Linked DNA regions of Sus scrofa: region 1 is linked to region 2. A link is a contact called in public promoter capture Hi-C data. All regions are on one chromosome and are shown on one strand. Each heading gives the region's core, a stretch centred on a gene start, on an enhancer-like site or on the middle of the called end of the contact. The rest is flanking DNA. Distances are from core to core; before and after follow the strand shown.

The links. Promoter capture Hi-C pulls out the DNA fragments that hold promoters and counts their contacts.
Region 1: a promoter capture Hi-C map of liver shows a contact between it and region 2, with 4 times the contacts expected there. The contact joins two enhancer-like sites. A contact is called at or near these places in 1 of 5 promoter capture datasets (liver), 21 of 47 Hi-C or Micro-C datasets (alveolar macrophages, blood, brain and 11 more) and 2 of 2 datasets of contacts at active chromatin or transcription factors (alveolar macrophages and skeletal muscle).

Annotation. Positions count from the first base shown.
Region 1 is chr16:65,521,154-65,525,803 of Sscrofa11.1, reverse strand. The region is part of intron 1 of CLINT1 (clathrin interactor 1); the gene reads right to left. Among named protein-coding and RNA genes, the nearest start is that of CLINT1, 26 kb to the right of the region's middle. Within about 2 kb of position 1,498, at least 22 of the 83 cell types and tissues checked have an H3K27ac peak or open chromatin away from gene starts, as enhancers often do. A contact at or near this core is called in fetal liver and liver, where this site is marked.
Region 2 is chr16:65,455,279-65,459,795 of Sscrofa11.1, reverse strand. All of the region lies in intron 2 of LOC110257284 (a long non-coding RNA gene), which reads left to right. Among named protein-coding and RNA genes, the nearest start is that of CLINT1, 40 kb to the left of the region's middle. Within about 2 kb of position 1,500, at least 7 of the 83 cell types and tissues checked have an H3K27ac peak or open chromatin away from gene starts, as enhancers often do. A contact at or near this core is called in fetal liver and liver, where this site is marked.

The DNA.
Region 1 (4,650 bases), core at 249-2,748, 66 kb before region 2:
GGTTATAATTGGCACTCAAATTTCTCAAATATAATTTTCACATTTATTTCAAATACTTCAATTAATAAACAGTATTCAAATTTTAAAGGAACCATTATGCATATAAATGACATGCTAAATCACAGAATAAATGTGGCTTCTAGATTTACATTCAGAACACTGTTCTACTAAAATAGAAAAGCAAAATCCTATTACTTTCTTTCAAATCTCAGAGAAAAGCTGTCTCCTAACTGGTTTGATAACAAAAATACAAATTATTTCTATGGCCTCCTTCAAAATTTAAGACTATTAATGGATTTTTATATAAAACCCAGTTATAATTCTATCACAAAATTTTTTATGTATAAATGTAAAGAAATAATTTTTTTTTCTAATTTTGCCAACAATGGAACCAAAATAAAATAAAGGCAGCCAATGACCTATGTGCATGCAACTTAAGATGCCACAAAGTAATGGATTTCAAAATGCTTTGTTTATCCTACTGGCTGAAGAATGCGTGACTTGGGCAGTTAGAAGTGTCAAAATGCAGCTGTGGGAATGAACAATAGCAATTAGGACTAAAATTCATCCAAGCATTGCATGGCCAAGAATGCACTTGCAATCTGTTTTCATTGTTTAATTTGTTGGAGAACAAGATGAAAAGAGTTAATCTCTAGTCCACGTACATGAAATATTTTTACTAGAGCCTTCATAAATGCTGTAGCGTTTAGAACACTACTTTCCTTGTTCAAGCTACAAAAGCCCATGGGTCAAATGAGAAAGGTCCTGTTTCCCTAACCCTTCACAAGATTCTTAACTGAAGGCCTGTGTGTTTGAGTGCTGTGTGTTTAAGAGGGTGAGGTGGCAGAGAGCCAATAATTTAAGAATTTCCTTATTTCCTCCGTTGAAAAACAATGGGAACTATGTAAAATGACACCTTGCCATTAGCACACCATCATAATATAAAGTATATCCATGGTAAAATATGGCAACAAAATAACAAAAAGTAACAAAGTTAGAACACTTCCATGAAGAGTATCAGGCTCTATTTTAAATGAAATGGTTGCTTTCCAGAAACTGCAGTGTTCTTAAGATGAGGTCTGATGGCATAAAGAATTCCAAAACAAAGTATTTTTAAGCTGCACTTAATTCAGAAGCAAATGTAAACTAAAACAAAACAACACTGTATAGTTTGGCCTTATTCCAGATCATTTAAAAATAACTATTTCTAAAAAGGTAGAAATGGCATTTTTGACCCTTCCTTTCCCATGTTTTCTGTTGCCCTCAATCCACACCCTACCCATAATTCCAGTGACCTTTTAAAGAAAGGAAAATAACTCCCTCCTTCTCCCCAAAAAAAGAAAGTTAAGAAAAAAATTATGTCCAGATGTGAAAGGAAAAAAAATCTAGTTTAATTCCTAAAACTTCCTATGATTGTTTTAAGAATGGATAATTCAGACACTAGAGGGGGATCTCTCACCAGTTTTTTTAAAACACACACAAAATTCAGACAAATGTCAAGGATCTGTTCTACCAACAAAATTATAGGAAATTACCAGGGAATGACCGGAGTAAAGTATGTAAGAAGCTGCTCACGTTCTGAAGGTTTTCACCTTAAAGCAATATTAAACCACTGCCTTTATAAGGATAAAATCCACAACTACAATCAATCCACAGTGCTTTTATACATACACTTTTACACTTGCCCTCAAAACACTCCAGCAATAGTAAGTAGGGCAGGACTAAGAGTCCCCAAAGAGAATACTTAACTCTGAACAAGCCAGCACTACTCACTCACTGGATTTTTAATGCCAACTACTACAAGTTACCATCCTCAAGTCCTGTACACATGCTTCTATGGCTATATGAACACAGCCGATATTCAGTTAAGTCAAGGATTGATTATTCAATTTGTAAATAATTACTGTTCATTTTGGTCTTCCACTTTATTCCCCATTTTCTGCTTATTTTGCTGCTCACTGCTGATAAAATATCAAGTTAATTTATTTGATAATGGTTTGGGTCCATGTTGTAGAGGCAAACTTGGTTGAAAGTAAGAGCTAAAATAAAGCTTTTACTCACAAGATGGTCAATGCTGCTTCCAATCTGCATTAAGAATAATCAGTAAAATGAATAAGAAAAAACTTTACTAGTCCTTATGCTATTTTTTCTTGCTAGAAGTTCAAGAATATGCTTTGCTAAAATAAATACCCCCCGAAAAAGACAAAGGATACACATAATCCAGTCCTAACTGTGAATAAAAGAATATGAAAAATGAAACAGATTTATTAGCAAGAAGTCTTTTTCCTAGCCTTAAAATTTTACTTCTTAAAAAAAAAGTCAAATAGGTCTGTATTTTTCATATGGTTTCTACTTTTTGTTTAAAGTTATTATAAAGACTTCATTCTTTGATCAGGAAAAAATACTTAGCACTATTTTTAGATGGTTAAACTTATGTGTTTAGGTTAAAGTTGTGTTTTGCTGTGTGAATATCCACACTTAAAGACACAAGAGAGTCAGAAAAACAGAGGCAGCAAGAGACAGAGACAAATACAATATTCAGAGTAATGGTTTTAAATAATGGGCTCTTTTATTGTCTATTTTCTTTTTCCTGTATTTGGCAAATTCTTCCCCATGAACATTATGTTGTAACCAAGGGAAAAGTAATAAATGCCATTAAGAATTCTAAAGTACTATATCATCATTAGCAACATTTTAACTATTTATAGGCAAATAAGAATCATGGTAGATAGACCACATATTATTTGTACTTCCAAGGTCTTGTTACCAGGCTAACAAGTAAGTGCAGCAAACCAGTACCTAACATATATGTATACATAATAAAATATATATACCAAAAGCTATGTGTGTAAAACCACAGGGAACAATTTAAGTACCTAATACTGAAACATGATTAAAAAAAAAAAAAAAAAAAGCGAAACACAAAGCTGTATTAGGGAAGAATGATTCCCAACATTAAAACCTGTATTTACATGACCTCTTAATCTTAAAGCTACTAAGATTTCAGAAGATACTTTTATGATAGAGGTAAAAATATATTATGCTCCCTGTAAAATAGCAGTATTTAAAAAAACCTTTTAAAAACAATAAAACATTCCTAAATGAACAGTGACAAAGACAGTTTGTTCAGGTAACAAGTTACCCAGGCCAGGAAAATTTGCTCCTTTTAAAAAATGATTCTAACCAACAGAGCAAAGAAATAGCTTTAAGAATACTTGCTCCAAAAGCTACATAATGGACCACGTGACATTCGTTTTTCATCAGGGGATCATGGTCTTCACCACATTACCCTTATCCACAAGCTAAACATTTAGAGGTTTAATACTCGTGTTTTAAAACCAAGTTACCTGTTACTACAGTCCTGTGAATACTAAGAAATTTAAGGTCAATAACCTAGTACTCCTAAATTCAACAAATACATAACTTTCATTATTAGCAGAAAATCTGAGTGTATAGAAATGGGGTGTAGAGGTGGAAAGACATTTATCCACTTGGCTGGATTATCTGCTATCCATCAAAACAAAACAAAACAAAAAACCAAAGCCTATTCTTGATCTGAAAATGAAACACAAAGCAATGAGTAATGTCTTTTTTTTTTTTTTTTGGTCTTTTTTTGCCATTTCTTGGGCCGCTCCCACGGCATATGGAGGTTCTCAGGCGGGGGTCCAATCGGAGCTGTAGCCACGGGCCTATGCCAGAGCCACAGCAACTCGGGATCCAAGCCACGTCTGCGACCTACACCACAGCTCACAGCAACGCCAGATCATTAACCCACTGAGCAAGGCCAGGGATGAACCTGCATCCTCATGGTTCTCAGTCTGATTCGTTAATCACTGAGCCACAAGGGGAACTCCTACAATGAGTAATGTCTTAACAATGAAAAGTTAATTGAGGAATTAATGTTGCTAAAGCAGATGTTACCATATTTGATTATATAGTATCTTAGTTACAAAATAGTTACAGTGCTAAACCATGGGGAAAAACTACAGCACTCCCTCTCCTATCTTAAGAAGAAAACTAATGAAATAAATATTGAAAACTGCAGAAGAAACAACAAACTCAATGCTTGCTACCTTCTCCCTAGTGCTATGGCACTAGCAAAAGCTCTCCTACCAAAACATAAATGAATAAACTGAATAAATAGAAAATTTGAGTGAGAAAGGGAAAAATATTTAATAGCATCTACTTAGGAGAGAAATTCAAATAAACTACTCCCAGGATCACATGACTAGTAAAAAGCAATAAACATCCAAATTTCATTACGTTTTCTAATTCTAATTAAATGTGGCCCATTTTCTATTATTTACATTATACCCTAAAACCAGAGAATGAGTAATATCATCTGAGCTAAATGAAAAGCCTACTAGTTTATATAAGATAAAACAAATTGAGCTACTAAATGCTGAATTAATGTTAAAAGATACATTGAGTCATGGAAATTACATTTTCTTTGATTTTATTAAAATTAAATACAAACTACCAGTTGAAAAGAAACCAGTGTACCTTCTATTAAACACACATAATCTTAAAAACAAAATATCAGTTCAAATGGGAAAAAACTAAAATTGAAGACATCTAGAATCTGAGGTTCTCTTGCCCATTCTTCTTCAAAAGTAGCTTTCAGAAAAGAGTAACCTGGTTACTTAAAAA
Region 2 (4,517 bases), core at 251-2,750:
CCAACAGGAGCTCCAGTATGCTCTCTTTTCAATGCACTAATCTGATCAACTTTAGTGAACTAAAGACTTACTGGGTACCTAGTAAGAGAGGTGGTTTTCCTTTACCTCTCATGTAATACATGAATATCTCTGTAGTTACTTGATGTCGTCTAAACTGGAATTTTTACACTGAAACATTTAGGCCCATAAGGATGAAAGGAAGGCTCTGAGACTGACCAGAGGGGAGGTCCTTGGATAAGCATGGCCTCCTGGCACTCCTCAAGTCACCCTTTGATGGTAGCAGTGTGACCTACCAGTGCCCAGGGCTGGTCAAGTTTGCATGCTGTGTCACTGGGGGAGACTAGAGTGATGGAGACAGCAGGAATTTTGATGTAATGGGCAGGAGGATTTTAATGTCACTGAGTGCACATAACAGGGCTGTGTGAAGGTCAAAGGGTAATATAGATTTCTGGTAAAAACAGGCCAGGAGTAGGACACTGGGACTGGGTGGGGATAGAGAGGGGTTTTAGAATGCAACAGGCAAACAAGAAAATGAGGCAACTTGAAGTTTGGTTTGGTTTGGTTTTTCATGATTGATTGATTTCTGTGGGTGTGATCGAACGGGGCTGAAGGCCTAAATTTGCCTATGACTTCCATTGATGGGGAAGCCCAAACCACCACCTCCCCTGCCACTACCACTGTACAAGGTCACAGTGATTGGGTCCTTACCATGTCCCAGTGGTTCATTTATTGCTCCTTACAACTCTTTGTGTTCTCAGTATCATTATCCCCCCCCCCATTTATAGATGAGGAAATTGCAGTTAAAAAGTAACTTGTGTGAGGTTGCAAAGCTAGTAAATTGGCAGAGACTTGAGCCCTATTCTTAACTACTGCATCTTACGGTTACAAGCACCCCTGAGAAGTAAGGGGGGCAGAAACCTCTGTAGGCCCTGGACCTCCTGTTATCAGTCTCACCTTTTCTTGAAAGATAGTGGAAAGCCCAAAAGGGTGAGAACGCCAGTGCTGAGCTGTTCAGCTAGTCATTCCTGCCAGCTAGGATTCTGCCAGCATCTTTGCCTGGCCACATTCCCTCTGGGCAAGTCTTTGTGGCCAGTATCTTTTGGCCTGTTTGAGAAAGCAAGCTGCCAGCTTGCATAAGATAAAGCTTTATCGGTGCCAGAGGAAGGGAAGCATCAAGGTGAGAGCCCTAGAGAGCCTGGGATTGTCATAAACCTCGGCAGTCAGACAGGGTCTCCTGTGGAATATTCCCCAGCCATTAAATGGCCCTGGAGGAAGCTGACATGCTGCCCTTCAGAGAGCTGAGGTGATGACAAAAGACATGCAGACATAACTGTACCTTTGTGAGTGGAAAATTCATTGTGACAACAGGCTGCATTTGAGCCACCAAATGGACTGGGCCACCTGGCTGGATCTCGATTGGCAGGGCACATCCAGAGAAGTCACCCGTGGCTCCAGTCCTGGCCGCCAGTGTGAGGGAAGCAGTTCAACGATCAGATCTTTCAAAATCAGTTTAGCTCATGCTCCAAAGTCCTGGCTGTAATTGACAGAAACTTCCTCCCTGGTTTCCTGGAATTAGATCAGAGTACTGAACTGTTTTAAACCTTTATGAGGCCAGAACTCACGTTCAAGTGGACCGTTAAGAGACACCTGCAAAGAGGTTTAACTTAATTCTAGACCTTTCCTTCCCTCTAGGATGAATATTTAGCAGAGCAGTCTCCACCTTGGTACCTGGAGTTAATGTATAGTGATCCGAAGAGGGCAATGTTAAAGAATCCTGTGCCCAGTGGTGGTGGAATAAAACGACTTCTACCCATCTTCTGTGTTTTATGAAATGGGGGTGACAATAATGAACTCTACCTGGTGGGTACAGACCAATTAGTTCAAGTTTGTGAAGCTCGGAGTCTTATTACAGCTTTTGCTCAAGGAGAGTAGGCAGGACCTTCCTGTGACTTTGCATGTGAAACTAATTGCCCTGGAAATGTCGGGAATTTGATCTTCCATCAAATCCTCCATCCCTTCAGATCCCTTGACAATCCTGGGCTATTTGCATCTCAAGGTTAAAGGAGGCTGTTGCTTTCTGGATACTAATCAGTTGTGAAAACTTTTGATCTCTTGGAAACTAAAGCCCTCTTGCAGTCACCCTATTCTGAACATGGTGAGAGTTGAACAGGAGAGGTGCAGACAGGCTGGCTTTATTAGAATAGTAATGTGTTTAGCATTTGTGAGCTTTAATTCTATTTTCCTTAGGGCTCTGTGGGATCCTGGAGAATCACTTACTATGTTTGAGTATTTTTCCCCAAATGTGATTTGAATTTTGTCATATCACCCCTGGGAGAAATTGAAGAAATTACCATGATAAAACTTTAGATCATCATAGCTTGTAGATTTAAAGGAAAGAAACTTTGCAAATATGTTCTCTGGGGAAAAATATATGTACTTACGCATGTATATGCATGTCGTTTTCCTGTGGTGCTATTTTAGCCATACTAGGTACTTTTTATTTTTGTGGCCATACCATGGCATGCGAAAGTTCCCAGGCCAAGGATCGGACCTGAGCCTCAGCTGTGACCTACACTGCAGCTGCAGCAGTGCAGGATCCTTTAACCTACTGCACTGGGCCAGGGATTGAACCCATGCCTCTGCAGTGACCTGAGCTGCTGCAGTCAGATTCTTAACCCATCATGCCACAGCAGAAACTCCACTAGGTACCTTTGAAACTGACAGTACTAACAGCCTGAACCTAGCCAGAACACAGATTGGGACTTGAACCCAGGTGCTGGGATTCAAACCTGGCCTAAACCCAGATTGGGACTTGAACTCACACATTTAAATTAGAATCACTCACCCTGTGTCTGGACTCACTGAGGTTCAGGTTCTTCATGTCTCTGAGCAGAAGGAATTCAGCGAGGGACAAAGTGATAGGCAAGAAATAGATTTATTTGGATAGGAATAGGATGGGAAGCTTGTGAGAGGTGTAAGCTGGCAGGCACGGAAGTTCTGCCCAGAGGATCTGGTGGGCTACAGTTTTTTTATCCAAGGGAGTGGGGGTTGGAAAATACCACCTCTTCCTTTCTGGGAGTAGTAGCAGTAGTATTTGGTAAGGTGTGGATTCAAAGCAGCAGAAGGGCGATCCTCTAAGTCCTGCCCTGGGTCTGAATCTGCATGTAGGCCTCATCCCATCCCCCATTCAATGACCTGAGGCAATTCTCAAACTTCCACTAGTCTAGCAAGCCTGCCTTGTTCTGACGGCTTTTATGAGCAATTTATTAACTTCCAGTGATCTCCCAAAGTCCCCTGGATTTCCCTCTCTATCCATGATCCTTTACTGGGACTTCTACAACTATCTGTGCCGACTCCATCCCTATCACCTTCTTTAGAGACAAAAAATATACTTTGGCATTTCCCGTTTTGGCTCAGCGGTAACGAACCTGACTGGTATCCTTGAGGATGCAGGTTCCTTGGCCTCGTTCAGTGGGTTAGGGATCCAGTGTTGCCATGAGCTGAGGTGTAGGTCGCAGACACTGCTTGGATCCCAAGTTGCTTTGTCTGTGGTAGGCTCCAGCTCCAGCTCCAATTTGACCCCTAGCCTGGGAACTTCCATAGGCCGTGGGCGTGGCCCTAGAAAGACAAAAAATAAAAATCCTTCTACATCAGGGCTTCTCAACAGTGACAATGTTGACATTTTGGACCAGATCATTCTCTGCTTTGAGGAGACTGTCCTGGGCCTTGCTGAATATTTAGCAACATCCCAGGCCTCTACCTACTAGATGCTAGTAGCTGTGAACGTAATTAAACAAGGAGATGATTAAACTGAGGTGATTCTAATGCCTTAGCTGCCTTTTTAAACCACCATAGCTAAACCTAGAAATGACCCAAGGTTAAGGAACCAAAACCTAAGGATAACCACTCTCAAGCAGCTAACTTAGAGTGTCCCAAAGAAGACACCCACTTAAGGTATATATCAAATACTTTGCTTGCGTGGTTTCTGTGTTTCATCTATAAAAGTCTTGCCCCCAGTTCCTGTTGGGAGGAGGTTCCTAACCACTTCCTATTTCTCCCTGCCTGATACGAATTGATTTTCTCTCACATAAACTTAAAAATGTCAATGTGCCTCAGTTTATTTTTTAACAACTCCCAAGTCATGGATAATCAAAAATGCCTTCGGACATTGCCCCATGTCCCCCGGATAGGGGTGCCATATTTAGCAAATGAAAATACAAGTGCCTAGTTAAGTTTGAATTTCAGAGAAATAGTGAATAACTTTTAGCAAGTGTAAATTGAACTGCATGGAGTATATTTAATGTGGGAACCTTCGGGGGGAGGGTGCAGAATCTTCCCTAGTTAAAAACCACTCTTCTACATAAAGATATGCATTTATCAGTGAACACACATTATCAACCGCCACATCCTTCTCTTATTTCTGTTCCGCTTTTCTTTCTTTCTCATCTCTTTCCCTAATTCCAGCCTGTATAAAGCCCACAATAAAATAAGTTGCACTGTGGGGCCTCACCACCAAT